Regions from separate parts of the Zea mays genome. Here region 1 is linked to region 2. Evidence: chromatin contacts called from public Hi-C data. All regions are on one chromosome and are shown on one strand. The core of a region is the stretch at or near the end of the contact, and the rest is flanking DNA. Distances in the headings are between cores, read along the strand shown. Region 1 holds the start of LOC103641127 (F-box protein SKIP19). Region 2 overlaps LOC103641124 (pentatricopeptide repeat-containing protein At3g59040).

The links. A called contact is a pair of places that touch in the nucleus more often than the background predicts.
Region 1: a contact with region 2 is called in a Hi-C map of ear, with 1.7 times the contacts expected there. The contact joins the promoter of LOC103641127 here to the enhancer-like site in region 2. A contact is called at or near these places in 2 of 25 Hi-C or Micro-C datasets (ear and tassel).

Annotation. Positions count from the first base shown.
Region 1 is chr10:61,606,658-61,613,933 of Zm-B73-REFERENCE-NAM-5.0, forward strand. It overlaps LOC103641127 (F-box protein SKIP19), which reads right to left and starts at 4,269. Exons shown (of 2, transcript XM_008664497.4): 1 at 3,433-4,269; 2 at 2,698-3,329. The coding sequence starts at 3,773. The coding sequence ends at 2,876.
Region 2 is chr10:61,340,090-61,346,776 of Zm-B73-REFERENCE-NAM-5.0, forward strand. LOC103641124 (pentatricopeptide repeat-containing protein At3g59040) reads left to right here. Exons shown (of 7, transcript XM_008664493.2): 7 at 1-31. Among protein-coding and RNA genes, the nearest start is that of LOC103641124, 8.5 kb to the left of the region's middle. Within about 2 kb of position 2,987, at least 13 of the 20 cell types and tissues checked have an H3K27ac peak or open chromatin away from gene starts, as enhancers often do. A contact at or near this core is called in ear and tassel, where this site is marked.

The DNA of each region.
Region 1 (7,276 bases), core at 3,019-5,518, 270 kb after region 2:
GCATCGATCTGTCCTTGTTTAATAGTTGATTTTCCAAAGACAACATGACTCGGTCTCCATGGCCGATCTTCGGCATCTTCATTTCTGCTTTCCACATCGAAGCTTTCACTATCACTAGAATTTTCAGATATCCCAGCTAACATCTCATTGGCAATCTTCTCCACATTGGTTTTTTTCCATGGCTTCGTAAAATCCGACCAGCGCTGGGTCAATGATTTTCTTCTCGTCAGCCAGTTGGACAATGGTTGCTAGAATGCCGAAGCTCAAAATCCAATCAAACTCGACGAAGTAAAGAAGGTTAAAATGACAAACACAATGCGAGAAACTCAAATAGCATGAAAAATACTCACAACACAACCTTCTATTTATATACTCAGAACCCCACAGTTTGGTGGGTCCCGCAGGTCAGTGTAATTCGCTATTCTAGCGAAGGGAAGGTGTTTTTCGGACCTTCGGCTAAAGGCCTTTGTTCACGTCACAGTCTAAATTTGTTACAAAGAAACAAATCAATACTACGAGGGGCTACTGTTGGGGGCCTTCTTCCTCTGAAGGTCCTCAAAAACGTAACTGACCGTATGTTTTCAGTATGACATGGATTGTTACAGGAGACTTCAGCTTCGGGATGAAAGTTTCTTTTTATATAGCAATGTGAAAATGAAGCCCGAAGGTAATAAGAATGAATGACGAAGCTGTAATCAAGGAGCTTCGGCTTTGATGTAATGATGAAGGCCGAGCATGATGATGACCGAAAAGGGACAAAGACTACTTAGTCCCTAATGTTTTGTATTATAAAAATAGATGAGTGTCAAGGATATATATGTAATTTTACTCGGGCTGTGCCTCGTGCCTATAAATAGAAGAACAGTATCACCGTAATGTTCACGCTGGATTGTAATCACTCTCCCGCATTCACGCCGTGGAGGAGGCCGACAGCGGCAGAAGCCGGTGGAGTGGAGGGAGGACGGGGAAGAGGTGGAGATAAGGATACCGGTTTGTGGGAGGGAGAGGTCGAGAGACGGACTACCGCCATGGCACGACTGGCGAGGAGCAGTAGTAGCATAGGCATCGTTCACTAGTGACCGGTGATGACGCGTCGGGGTCAAACCATCGTCGGCCTCCTCGCTGCGTCGGCGTGCCCCGTTTGTCCCTCCCTCTCCTCCTCTTCAAGCCTTCCGGGCGCAGTCAAGGTTGGGGATTCTACTGGGCTCGCACTCTCTCCCTTTTTGCCTCGCTAAATGGACTTATAAGATAGTGTGTCGGGCAACATGGCATCACGAGATCGAGGGAAGTGGAGGGCACGACCTTGTTGTGTCTGATGCGGGAGACGTCGACCACGACGCTGGGGTCAAAGCCCTAGCAGCCCTAGATGGGCCCTTGAGAGACGCGCGGGTGGCGGACGCGCGAGCGGTGAGGAGCTGGCTATGGCTCGCCCGGAAAAGGTGGTGGGATGCGGTGACTGCGAAGGGAGGAGTGAGAAGTAAGGCTAGCTCCAATGGAGCCCCATCCCGCTCACCCTGTCACCCGTAGGGGGCACACTCAAGCTTCAACGGTTCCTTCTCGGGGGAATGCTCAACGAGGGGAGGGAGAGAAATCCTCCCTTATATGGGGAGCTCTAATCTCCCCCTTTCCTTCATCAGCATTTTTAATTGTGAAATTAATTATTTTCAAAGTTATTTATTTGATAACAATGTGTATTACATTACTATAAATATTGTAGTATTTTTAAGACTTTAAAAACTGGTGTATAAAAGTCAATAACTCTGTTGAAGTGTATAGGGGTGCTGAATAAAGGGAATGGTTGCAGAGGAGATGAAATAGAAGGAAGAGGTATTTAAATATGAATAGAAAGTACGAATAGCCGAATAGGATGATTTGAGAGGGAGAATGATTGGAGATAGCCTAAGGTAGGGTTGGGTGGAGGCGGGGGTGAGGGAGATGCCGATGCACGCGAGCGTGTGAAGGGATACAGACGGTCCAGATTACAGGAAGGCAGAACAAGCAGATGACAAAACCATAGGAGACAGTCTACTCCTTACATTCATCATAGTAGTAGAGATTTTGAATAAGAAGGAGATTTTAACCCCTCCAATTTACTCCATTTCTTTTGCTCCTAAGGGCTATTTTAGCAACCTTATTTTTTCAAAGAATTTTTATTTTTATAAGGAAAATTAGTTTATTTTTTCTTGGTAAAATAAGAAACATTCGGCAAAAAAATGAAGTTGCCAAATAACATGTCCGCAGGGGATTTTTTTGGTCGCAAGTACATGGATGAGTAGGTATTCTGAGACGGGGGTTACCAGAACATTGCAAACAAAGTCCTGACCGCTAGCTTCTGTGTATATGCTAATAATAATATACTATAGTCTAAGGGCCTGTTTGTTTACCCCAATGGATTATATAATCTGGATTATTTTTGGAGGATTATATAATCTGAGTAGTCCTGTTTGTTTACCCAGATTATCTGGCGTGTTTCTGTTGGGCGGCGGGCTTCTCCGATCCGATAGGCGCAAAAACGATTCGGTAGATTATAATGGCAATGGTGGGTAATTTCTAGAAAACTTGAAAGGGTAGTGGGGAAGTGGGAAAAAAATAATCTGAAATAAGCACCTCCTCACTTGCTTATGGATTATCATAATCCAAGGGGTTAGATTATATAATCTGGGCAAATAAGTTAGACTGTTTGTTTGCCTCTTAGGATTATTTAATCCAGATTATATAATCCGGGGGTAAACAAAGAGACCCTAAATATGAGTACAGACAACTGAGCCTGAGTGGCTGAGTCATCAGGTTGCACGTGTAACTTCCTGATACCTACAGCACTGGGGGCCCAGGCCATGTGGTTGTGGAAATTCCTGAGACGGCCGGCCGGCCGGACTCACCAAACTCGATCGGGGACGGGAAGCGTGAGGGCCCGGATGCCGGCGCACCTAGCCCGCAGGGAGCCATCAGCGATGACCTTGTAGCAGTCCCGCAGGCAGAGGGACTCCAGGCGCGGGCAGCCGTCGAGGACGGCCACCAGCTCGTCGTTGCTGATGTTGCTGCTGACGAGGGTGAGGCTCCGCAGCCCGGTCATGGCCGCGATCCCGAGCGCCTCCGCGGTGCGCCGGGAGTAGTTGAGCGAGAACCTGAAGCACTCCCTGCGCAGGCGGAAGCGCGCCAGCCGCGGGCAGGCTCGGCCGGCGCACTCCAGCACGTGGCGGCCGCCGACGTTCGGGCAGAGCTCCAGCGAGAGGTCCTCCAGCTTGGGCGCGTTCGTGACCAGGTCGGTGAACCCTTTGTTGGTGACCTCGGGGCACGACACAAGGCTGAGGCTCCTCAGACACGCGGACCTGCAGCAAGGAGTTGTTGGTTGTAGTTGAGACTTGAGAGAGGGGAATTAGATTAGATTAGATGGTGTGGTGAGAGTAACAATCAGATTAACAGGGTATGTACCTGCCCGATATGTAGTTGAGAAGATCGTCGGTGACGAAGTGCTTCCCCGAGAAGACCTCCAGCCGGCCCCTGGAGCGGCCCACGGCCACCCTGGCCATTCCGCGCAGGACGTCGCCGCCCATCTCCTCCACCGCCCTGTGGCTCGCCATGTCCAGGGACGCCCACAGCTCCGGCTCCTTGGCCGCCTGGAGCCACGAGCGGCACACGAGGCCCGAGCCCATGAGGATCTCCACAGGGCCAAGCCTGCCGAAGACCAGCACCAGCGCGTCCAGGGACAGCTCCGACCAGTCCCTGCCGTTTGCCACCGTCGGCGCAGGCTCGCAGGGAGGCCCTGCCTCCATTCTTGTTCCTTTAGCAACAGCCCAACAGCGACACCTGGGAACGAGAAGGGGACCAGTAGTTCGTTAGCTGCTTTGCCGCCTTAGGATGCTTGTTACGAGGCACGAATCGAGAACAGATCGACCGTAAGTATGTATAGCTCCGGCCAAAGCTGTCGCCGTCGTCGTCGTCGAGCTCGGGGTGAGCGAGTGACTAAGGAGGTGTTTGGTTTGAGAAATCACTCTATCCAAAATGTGGCGGTGCATCATGGGTCCATTCTCCAAATTTGGTGGGATGACCTCATTCCTCATATTAGTACTAACTAACTAACTATAAGGAATAAGGTGATGATGGATTAACTCATTCCATTCTACAAACCAAACAAAAAAAAATGAGGAGTGAGAAGATGATAGACTAGCTCATTCCTCAAACCAAACAACATATAATTAACTTCGGTCGCCCGAAGCCAGACGGATAAATATCGGACAGGTAGCCTGATGGCGGCATGGCGCGGCAGCCTAGCCCACGGGATGGAAACATTGAGGAACGTTCTCACCGGCACGGCACGCTGACTGCCAAGTTTTCTTGCAAGTGAGTTTAGCTCGTGTCATTTACATTTACTCGTCCTTCAGCATCCATCTGCTATCCCATCATTTAGATGCTACTGCTTGGTATTTTCCCAGCATCCTCTGTCGAGCACCGGCAGCGTGTAAAAAGGAGGGCAAGTCGTGGGTGCCCAAGTTTAGGAGTTGTCTCCTACACTACAACGGTAGTTCCTAGAAACCGGAGCAAGTCCTGGGCGCCCGTGGAATGAAGACGAAGGAGGGGAGGGCGGAGCCGCCACGCATCTGTCAGGTCGAAACCAGAGCAAAGACCTCTCGTCGAGCACCGCCGTGTCGTCACGTCGAGATTGCAGGCACACCGCGCAAGAAGCCTCGACTCGTCGAAAGTGTTGGCATCGATCCGGACACCGATCACTACGATAAAAACTGTCAACGGTGCTCTCTGCGGAAACGCGGACGGTCCGCGGCGAGGGGCCGAACGGTCCGCGACCTGGCGCAGGGGCTAGAGTTCTATCTGACGAGCCGGACAGTTCACGCGTGCGCAAGGACGGTGGAGTTTGCCAACGGCGTCTGGATCTCACTCACAGGAGGGATCCCATCGAGAAAAAGAGATTCTAGACTTTGTCTTAAGATCGAGAGACATACATTAGCATTTTACACTTACACATTGAGTTTTAGGTCAATGCATTTTGTTTTGTATTATTTTAGGAAACTACCTCTTCCTCTTTTTGTTGCTGTTACAATAGGTGCACTGATTATGACAACTACGTCTCTGAATACCTGAACAACCTATACAAGAACTCACAAATTTCTACCTAGCACTTTAATAATTTTGCAGATTCTGTTAAATGGTGCAGTTACTTGCACTATGATCCACTCTAGGGCTGTTCAACAATTGTCGAAACGCATATGACTTATTGCCTGATGCAGGCACTTCGTATAGTTGAGTTGATGGTCTATTTCCAAATTTTTTAAAATGCACTAGATGTTGGGGCGAAGGCGAAGACGCTATCCTTCGCTCCAGGCCTTCGTCACCTCGCTGCACCAACGGAGGCAAGATGACCGGCGCGGCCCACCCTTCGTCCTCCTCACTGCAAGACGAAGGCCTACGACAAAGTCTCTCCATCCCACGTCCTCACCCGACCTGGAGGCCCACGTGGGATTCAGCCCACTGTAACAGGCCTCGCACGGAGAAGCGTGTTACGGGCCCGATTTGTAATAGCTAGCTCTTCTGTAATGACAGTCTATAACCCTCCCTTATGGGAATATTCTGGGGATAGTCCAGGTGCCTGAGGGCATAAACATCCTTACATTGGGACGTTGGGCACTCAGGCACCTATAAATACCCCCGTATAGTGCCCTTGAGAGGCTGGATTAACAGAGCGATCGCCATCTCGAGTTAAACCTTGCTTGCACTCTTTCCACTCCCCCGTTGGATCAACTTGCCCAGGAGAGCAAGTTCCAAGATTAGACATCCTAACATTCCAAGGCTTCACAAAGTTCTACTTTATGTTAGGCTTTGACTCCAGTTCATTTGAAGTTCAAGTTTTAGGTTACTGCATTTATTTTCAAGTAAAATGGACCATCATACCATTAAGCTGGAGAACGAACTCCACTGTGACCATAATTGCTTGCAGAAGGTACAACACCTTGCAGAGGTCCTCTTCCATATGAACCATTATTTGCTACTGAAACATTCAAGCTGTTCGGTTGCTACGGATTGGTGGGTCAGAACGATTCCTAACCGGATTGTTTCTCTAATTTATATAAACTTTGATTAGTTGGAACGATTCCGGGTGCAATCCGGCACAAATGAACAAGGCCTTAGGGTTTGCTTGCGCGACAACGAACTATTGTGAGCAGTCATCATACCATTAGCACTGATGTTTGGGAGTTGCTTTTGTTGCATCTAACATAGTTACCATATCATCTTGTTATGTTTAGATTTGTATGAGCTATCGTTCTAATGAGTAACCTTGATTGTATCAGATGAAGTTGGTAGATAAGGCAACATCACTGTCTAGTGAAGGTATTTTGTATTGACAAATAATCTGCTTTACATGCAAATTAGTGTTGTATTTTTATTTGCAATGTAGCAACACTATACTACTAATTATTGTACTTTTTTCTAGGGTGTTCTGGACAAAGAAAACTTGTGCCTTTAAACAAGAGGATACAAGAATTATTGTACTTTTGTGAACCGCTTGAAGCATTAGTTCTTTTGTGAATGATTTTGTAAAGTGTTTGCAAATATATGTCCAAAACACAATCTTGGAACCTGGTGATTTGGTATGGGTTTATTTGAGAAAGGATAGGTTTCCTGATTTGAGAAAGTCTAAACCCATGTCATGTGCTGCTGGTCCTTATAAAGTTCTTACAAAGATCCATGATAATGCATACACGCTGGAGTTGCCTCTAGATTTTTGGATTAGTCCAACCTTTAATATTTCAGATTTGAAGCCATATATGGGTGAGGAATATGAGCTCAAGTCGAGAACGACTCCAATTTAAGTGGGAGAGGATGATGAGGGCATCATAACTATACACACAATGCATGGACCGATAACACGTTCACGTGCATGACAGCTAAATCTCTAGGTTCGTTATAACCTAGTCAATTGTGTTTTAGAGCTTATACTTGGGGCCATGTATGTTTTGTTGATTAGGGACCTTGGAGAGGACCAGCAAGGACTTGGGAAAGGCCAATGTGTCAAGGAGTAGAAGCAATGGCGTCCACAAAGGAAGGAGATCAAGTCTGATTAATGTGCGATTCTATCTCGAGTTACAGGACCAGTCTGTACTAAAACGTACGCCCAAGACACATATGAACTCCAATTGGGTTGGGCTTGATATGGTTGGAAAGGTAAGGAAATAAGCTAACCTACCAAACTAGTCCCGACTTAAAATTCATCTGGAGTCAACATGAATCGTCGAAACCAGTCAGCGTCTAGATTCTATTTTGG
Region 2 (6,687 bases), core at 1,737-4,236:
ATATTACTTATTTACTTATTATTTATTAAAACTTACTCGTGCTTGGAGGCTCCTCTACGCTTTGCACGTACGACGGGCCTTTGGCGTGGCGACTCGTCGTAGAGCTGGCTCGTCCACATTCGAGCTTCGCCCTATATACGTATTTGCCATGACTATGTTGCTTTTCTAAAGTTTTCGGAGCAGTAAAAGAGATACTCCAAAAATTTATACTATTGCTTTGAAAACACAATAGAGTTCGTAACTCTAGAGTTAAAGTATTTGGCTGACTCTTGTCAACTCCTTCTTAAAGTTCTGCTTTGGAGCCATGTCAAACACCCTAAAGCTAAAAGTACTAGCTAAAATTTAGCTAGCATTAGAATGTTTGGCTTTCTAGATAATATACTAGCTAAGCAAAATAACACTACTCTTTGAATTTAGTGTCACCAATATTTTAGTCATGGTTTGCGGAGCGTGTAAATAGATGTGTAAAATATTATTTATATTATACTATTTACAAAGTGTAGTTTAAAATATAGTGACATAGAGAGACTGTGGGAGACAATCTTAGATAATAGACTAGCAAATATCTTTTAAATTTAGCATCACTAGTAAAAAATCATGCTATACAGATTAATTATTTGTTATTAGTTGGGTTAAAGAGATAATACTGCAATAAAGTCAAGGTTCTATTTTGTTGGGACGGAAAAACGTGACCTAGGCACTCGGGCCTGAGACAGTGGCACAATAAAACAGTAGGCTGAGAGCGTGAAATGTCTTGTCGAGCGTGTCCTATCCTACTACAGGACGAGAGTATTTATATGGGTAGCCGGGAGTTGGTAGACTCAAGTACAAATATACCTCCGGCTAGCAACTATATTTCCTATGATAGTACAACATGGTAATTACAAGACTACAAGTACAAGTTCCCTTGTTACAACCGAATTAGTACCATGCCTAGTCGCTAACAGGTTTCGCTGCGGTCGAACGGCATGAGGGCTTGACACCTGTCCTCTTTCCTTACGAGCGAAGACACGGACCCTTCGCTGACCTTGCTGACTCATTGGAGTCAACCACCCTCGCCTCTAACGGGTCCTTGGTCAACGCTCGAAGGCCTATGTCACCGCGGGTGAGTACACCCCGCTGGCTTCGCCGTCAAGACGCTAGCGCGAAGGTTGGTAGTCTTTGCAACGCATCGCAGGGCCTTCGTTCCTTCCCTATTTGACTGCCCCTGCACTAGGCTCTTTGGAAGTGGATTAGTGTGCGAGGGAAAATGCGATCGAGGCGTCGTTCGGCCTTTGCTCTAACATCAGCCCCTCGAGGGATAGGTTCAACTTGTTGAGTCGATTCTGAAGTCTCTTTAGATGAGGTGGATGAACGTTGTCTTCGGTCACAAGTGGAACCAACTTTTTTTGAATGGTGATCTTGGGTGGCGACGTAGCGGCTATGACCTAGGCGGCACGACTTTTGATGGTGGATGACTGTGTAGTTTTCGAGGCGTCGCCCGCACGATATAAAAGGGACCAGGGCAGGGCAGGGCAGGCGGTAATTTATTTTCCGTGCCTGCCTTGTGTTCGTCTTCTCTACAGCCCCTTTCAGCTCTCTTGCACCACTCATGCACCGTTCTTGCTGCCGTCACGCGCTATGGCTAGGGTGAAGCAGACTGCACGCTGTCGTCATCGGTACGTGCTCGCCTTGTTCCTCATCGTCGTCGTCGAGTGTCGAGCCCCCTATTGTGATGTCGTCGCCGGCAGGTGGATCCGGTGCTCAGCGCGCTGCTGGTCAGGAAAATATAGAATTTGGGCGGTCAGCGATTTCCTCGAATCACGTACGCGAGTTCCAACAGCTATGTTATTTTGGAGCGAGGAGTGAGCGTGTGCCCGATATCGAGAATACTCCGAACCCACAGGGGAAATTGTAGTCTTCGAGGCGTTCTTTGATACGTGACTCCGTTTCCCATGCCACTCGTTCTTTGTCAAAGTCTTGGGGCGCTTCGGTGTTTAGCAGCATCAACTGACTCTGAACGCTATTGTTGCATTGTCCAAATTCCTCTGGGCGACGACTACCTATGGTGGGGAGCCTTCGATCAAAGAATTCACGAAGCACTATTGCCTTCATTGGCAGAAATGACTGTGGGCAGCAAGGTGACTTAATTTGGAAGTTGCACCTTTACCCCGAAGACTGGCAAAATTGGGGGCCAGGAACAGGTGGGGCAGCTAGGTTAAGTCGTGGTTCTATGTGAATCTTGGTGAAGGTGTTCCAGGCATGGCGCAACCGACGACCAGTGCTATGGTGCCGCACGCCTTCGTTGCCTTCCCAGATTTCGATGTCGAGGAGAAGGATTTGGATGAGGTGGCGTTGCGCCACGCAAGAGTGATGAGCAGTGGCTGGGACTTAGTTGAGGAATATATTGCATAAATTTGTGGCCACTGAGCAGTGGACTAAGTGTTGGTGAAGTCGCGTGACAAAAGGTGCCGGTTAACAATGACATTTTCAAGAAGGATGTTATGGTTGTGAGTCCTACCTTCGCTATTGAGCTTGGTGGACAGGATGGGGCAGCCTTTGTCAGTGAGGTTGATGGGGAGGCTATTAAATTTATTGGGAAATATTCAGTGAAGATTGAGCTGACAAAGAGCATGTACATCCGAGGGGGCAACATTCAATTGAATAGAGCTTTTGAATTGAATGGACTGGAGTATGGGCCGTACCCCGAGGATGTGGAGTAGGGATGGATTTGGATGTCTGGAGATCTGAATTATTCGAATTTGTATTCGCATAAGAGGCAAATATGGATATTCGTATTCGTATTCGAATTAAATATGGATGGCAAGGAGAAAACATCCGAATTCGACTAAAAAATCCGAATTCGGATTCGGATATCTGTTTTATTGTTGGATTTGGATTTAAACGGATACATCCGGTTATCCGAATTTCCATAAGCCAGCTGACAGCCCACGAAAGCATTTAGTCGGGCCTCACCCAATGTCCTAGCTCCTTGGCCTGCTAGTGTTAGTCCAGTAGCCCACGGACCATGCCACCAGCCCACCATGGAGTGCAAATGCATTGCCGATCGATGGCTCACGCGCAGCCGGCCAGCCGCACAAGCACAGCGACTCGAGCATCGAGCAGAGCAATCTAAAACTAGTAGTAGCGACGGCGGTGGCGGCTGCTGCTCATCTTCGGCCGACGGTGGTGGCGGCTGCTGCTCATCTCCGGCCATTCGGCCTGGTCGTCCGCCTGAAGCCCGCCTGGAGCCTGTCTGCCTACCCGACCAGAGTACCCGGTGCTGCTGCCGATCCAGCGCCCTTACTTGTAATCCACTAATCCGCCCTTACCATGTGAATTTGGTGCTTTGTAACGGTGAATGACATGATAAATTTACATATCCTTATGTTTTACGAAACTAGCAATAAAGGAAAAAGGTGAAGTAGATTAATAACACCATGGTTCCAAGAACACATAAGGTCATCAGGAAACAAGCAGGTACATATATTTCTAGGAAACTTTTCATATTATTGAACCTATCAGTCAGTAAATAAGTTCAATCTACTAACTTTTCTAGGCATTTTCAATATGGAATTTATTTCTTACAGAGGTCAACGACATCTATAAATGAAAATGAACTAGGTGAAGGTGACAACACCAATGTGAATGCAAGTTAGAACGTAGAGGCTAATAAAGAAGCAAGTGGTGCAGCTAATGATGTGATTGAATCTCATACCCCAATAGGAGAAACTTCATCCACCAAACTCAGGCGTACAAAGAAGAGAACTTTAGGAGTTTGGGATCACTACAATGATATAGTTGTTGAAGAAAAGGTGGGTGACATGGTTGTCAAGAAGCCAATGGCAGCATGCAAGTATTGTATAGATGTTCTTTGCGCTGCAAGCAAGCAAGGTACCACACGCCTTTGGAACCACTATTATTCATATCATGATGAAAACAAGGTGAAACCTAGCATAAGGAAACTGAGTTCAGATGATTTGATTTATAATGAGGAGGCTAGTGTTAGAAAATACTATCTTGCAATTATTATGCATGAGTATCCAATCAACTTTTGTGAGCATGAGTATACAAATGACTTCATTAGATCTTTGCGTCCAAATTATCCATTAATTGGTCGCAAGGGCAGTAGGACCAAGATCATGGATATCTTTTACAATGAGAAGAAAAGTATTTTTGACTACTTTTGCACTCTTGACTGTCGATTTAGCTGTACCATGGATTTATGGACTTCTAATCAGAATAAGGGGTATTTATGTGTGACATGTCATTTCATTCCATGTATCGTTCTTCTACAAGTCGCCCTATGCAACAAACTAAAGTTAAAACTGCTAGATCTGTTAGAACATCTCAGTGCTATATGGACTTGAATGAGGAGCCAAAGAGAAAAAGATTAAGTTCATTTTAAGGGACAATGTTGATATTGGAAGAGCAGCAATCTGAAATAGATCAATACAATAATGATCCATTGTTGAGTTGGAAAGAAGGTAACTACTTTGACATTTGAGCTGGTGGAAGACCCATGGTGCAAATTATCCTATCCTTACTCAAATTGCAAGAGATGTATTGGCTATTCCTGCATTAACAGTGGCATCTGAATCTGCATTTAGTGCTGGAGGAAGAGTTGTTCACAAATATCGTAGCCGTTTGGACCCTCAACTTGTCGAGGCACTTATTTGCACAAAGGATTGGATAAGGGCCAAAAGAAAAGGTAATTGTCACTTCTCAGTATTGTAAATTATATTTCTAATTGGTATATTAGATTATTAGTCACTGATTTTCCCCATGTGATTTTTAATTACAATTTCAGATCCATATAATGTAACTTCACTTCTTGATGATTTATCTAATATTATTGACACCGTGAGTGATGATAATGTTGATCATGATGGAGGTATGTAGACTGCTTAGCTTGATTACATGCTATTTTGTTTTTATCTCAGATTTATTTTACTATATATATGCTAATTCATATTGCAGATGCTTCTGATGTTGTTGACCACAATGTCGATGATAATGACATTGTTCAAGTGGAGGAAGATTAGGATTATCTTTTTTTATAGACAAGCTGAGCTGCTTCATTCAATCATTCTTGGTGCTTGTTATTCAGCAATATGCACTTTATGTTGTTCTGTACTTTTGTCAATTTATGTTGAATGTATCATGTATGGGTGTGCTGGTGAACTTAACGGTGAACTGAATGCATGGGTGTGCTGGTGAACTCAATGGACCAATTTATGTCATATTTTTTTATTGTTATAGATTATATATACTACTAAATATGCTCATAAGATCTATATATATTAACACTGTATTTACACTATGCTCATAATTTACTTGTAACATGATTTTTGTCAACTATAAATTCATCGATAAAATAAATTGACACGTTATGACACTACATTTCAAGTCAAGTAAATATCCGAATGCGAATTCGAATTCGAACTATTCATTTTGTATTCATATTCGATAATATTCGTATTCAAATTCGAATTCGAATTAAAATGTGGTAAATAGTGACATCCGAATTCGTTTCCATGCGCATCCGATCCGAATCCATCCCTAATGTGGAGGAAGGTGAAGAGAATGCTGCTGCCACCGTGAAGTGTGTAGGAAACGGGTGACGTCTAAGAGGGGGTTGAATTAGGACTTCTAAAACTTTCTCTAAACTAGGCCACAAATAAATCCCTAGAGCAAAATCTATGCAAACAATCAAACTAGAATGTGCAAACTAGGTTTTGTCTAATTGTTGCTATCTCTACCGCGAAAGCTAAGTTTCAATCTAAACAAACTAGCTAGAAAGACAAGATTGAAACTTAAATGCTTAATGTAAATGCGGAAACTAAAGAGTAAGGTAGAGATGCAAACTCTTGTGGATGACGCCGGTATTTTTACCGAGGTATCCGGAACCGCGCAATGTCTCGACTAATCCTCGTTGGTGCCCCTACGCAAAGGGAAGCCCACACAAGGGCCAAGCACCTTGGTCGAGTAACTCTGTAGAGAGTTGTGGGTCTTCTCCACGCGCAAGTGGTGCTCCGCTTTCGGCTCCTCTCGGACGCTCCCCGCCGTCTCCACTATCGAGCTTCCGACTGAAAACACCGTGGGCCTCGTTCCCTCTGGTACACTGTGGCGACCGTGACACAAACGTGGTTGTCACGGTCTCATAAGACTCTCGCCCCCACTTGGTACAATTACAACGGCTCACGCAAGAGCCGAGGGGTTGGTGGTTTATCTAAACTCACTCAACTAACTAGGATTCATCTAGAGCAAGCGCTAAAGCGGTCTAACTAACCTAAATACTTCGCAAAGCACCTACGCTAATCACCAAAATTAGCGTAGGGTCAGAACTTTCTTAAGTAATGTATTGCTATTTTTGTGGACATTGTATTGCTATTTGTGTGGACGTGCACTTGATGTTGAATAACAATTCTATGGACATGTGTTGGTACATTGCTTATATTGTACTGGTACTGAATTTGTACATGTGTTGGTGCTCAATTTTAACATGTATTGGTGCTGAATTTCTACATGTATTGGTGCTGCATTTTCTCATAGCTGAATTTTATTTTTGTATGCTAGAACAATGGAAGAAGTAGTTGAAGGGCTGGGGGAACTAGTGGTCATGCCACCTGGACATCAGCAATGTCTTCTTTAATGCTCTGTCACCTCAATGACTTGGTGGCTGCTGGTTTGAAAACATCAAAGCGC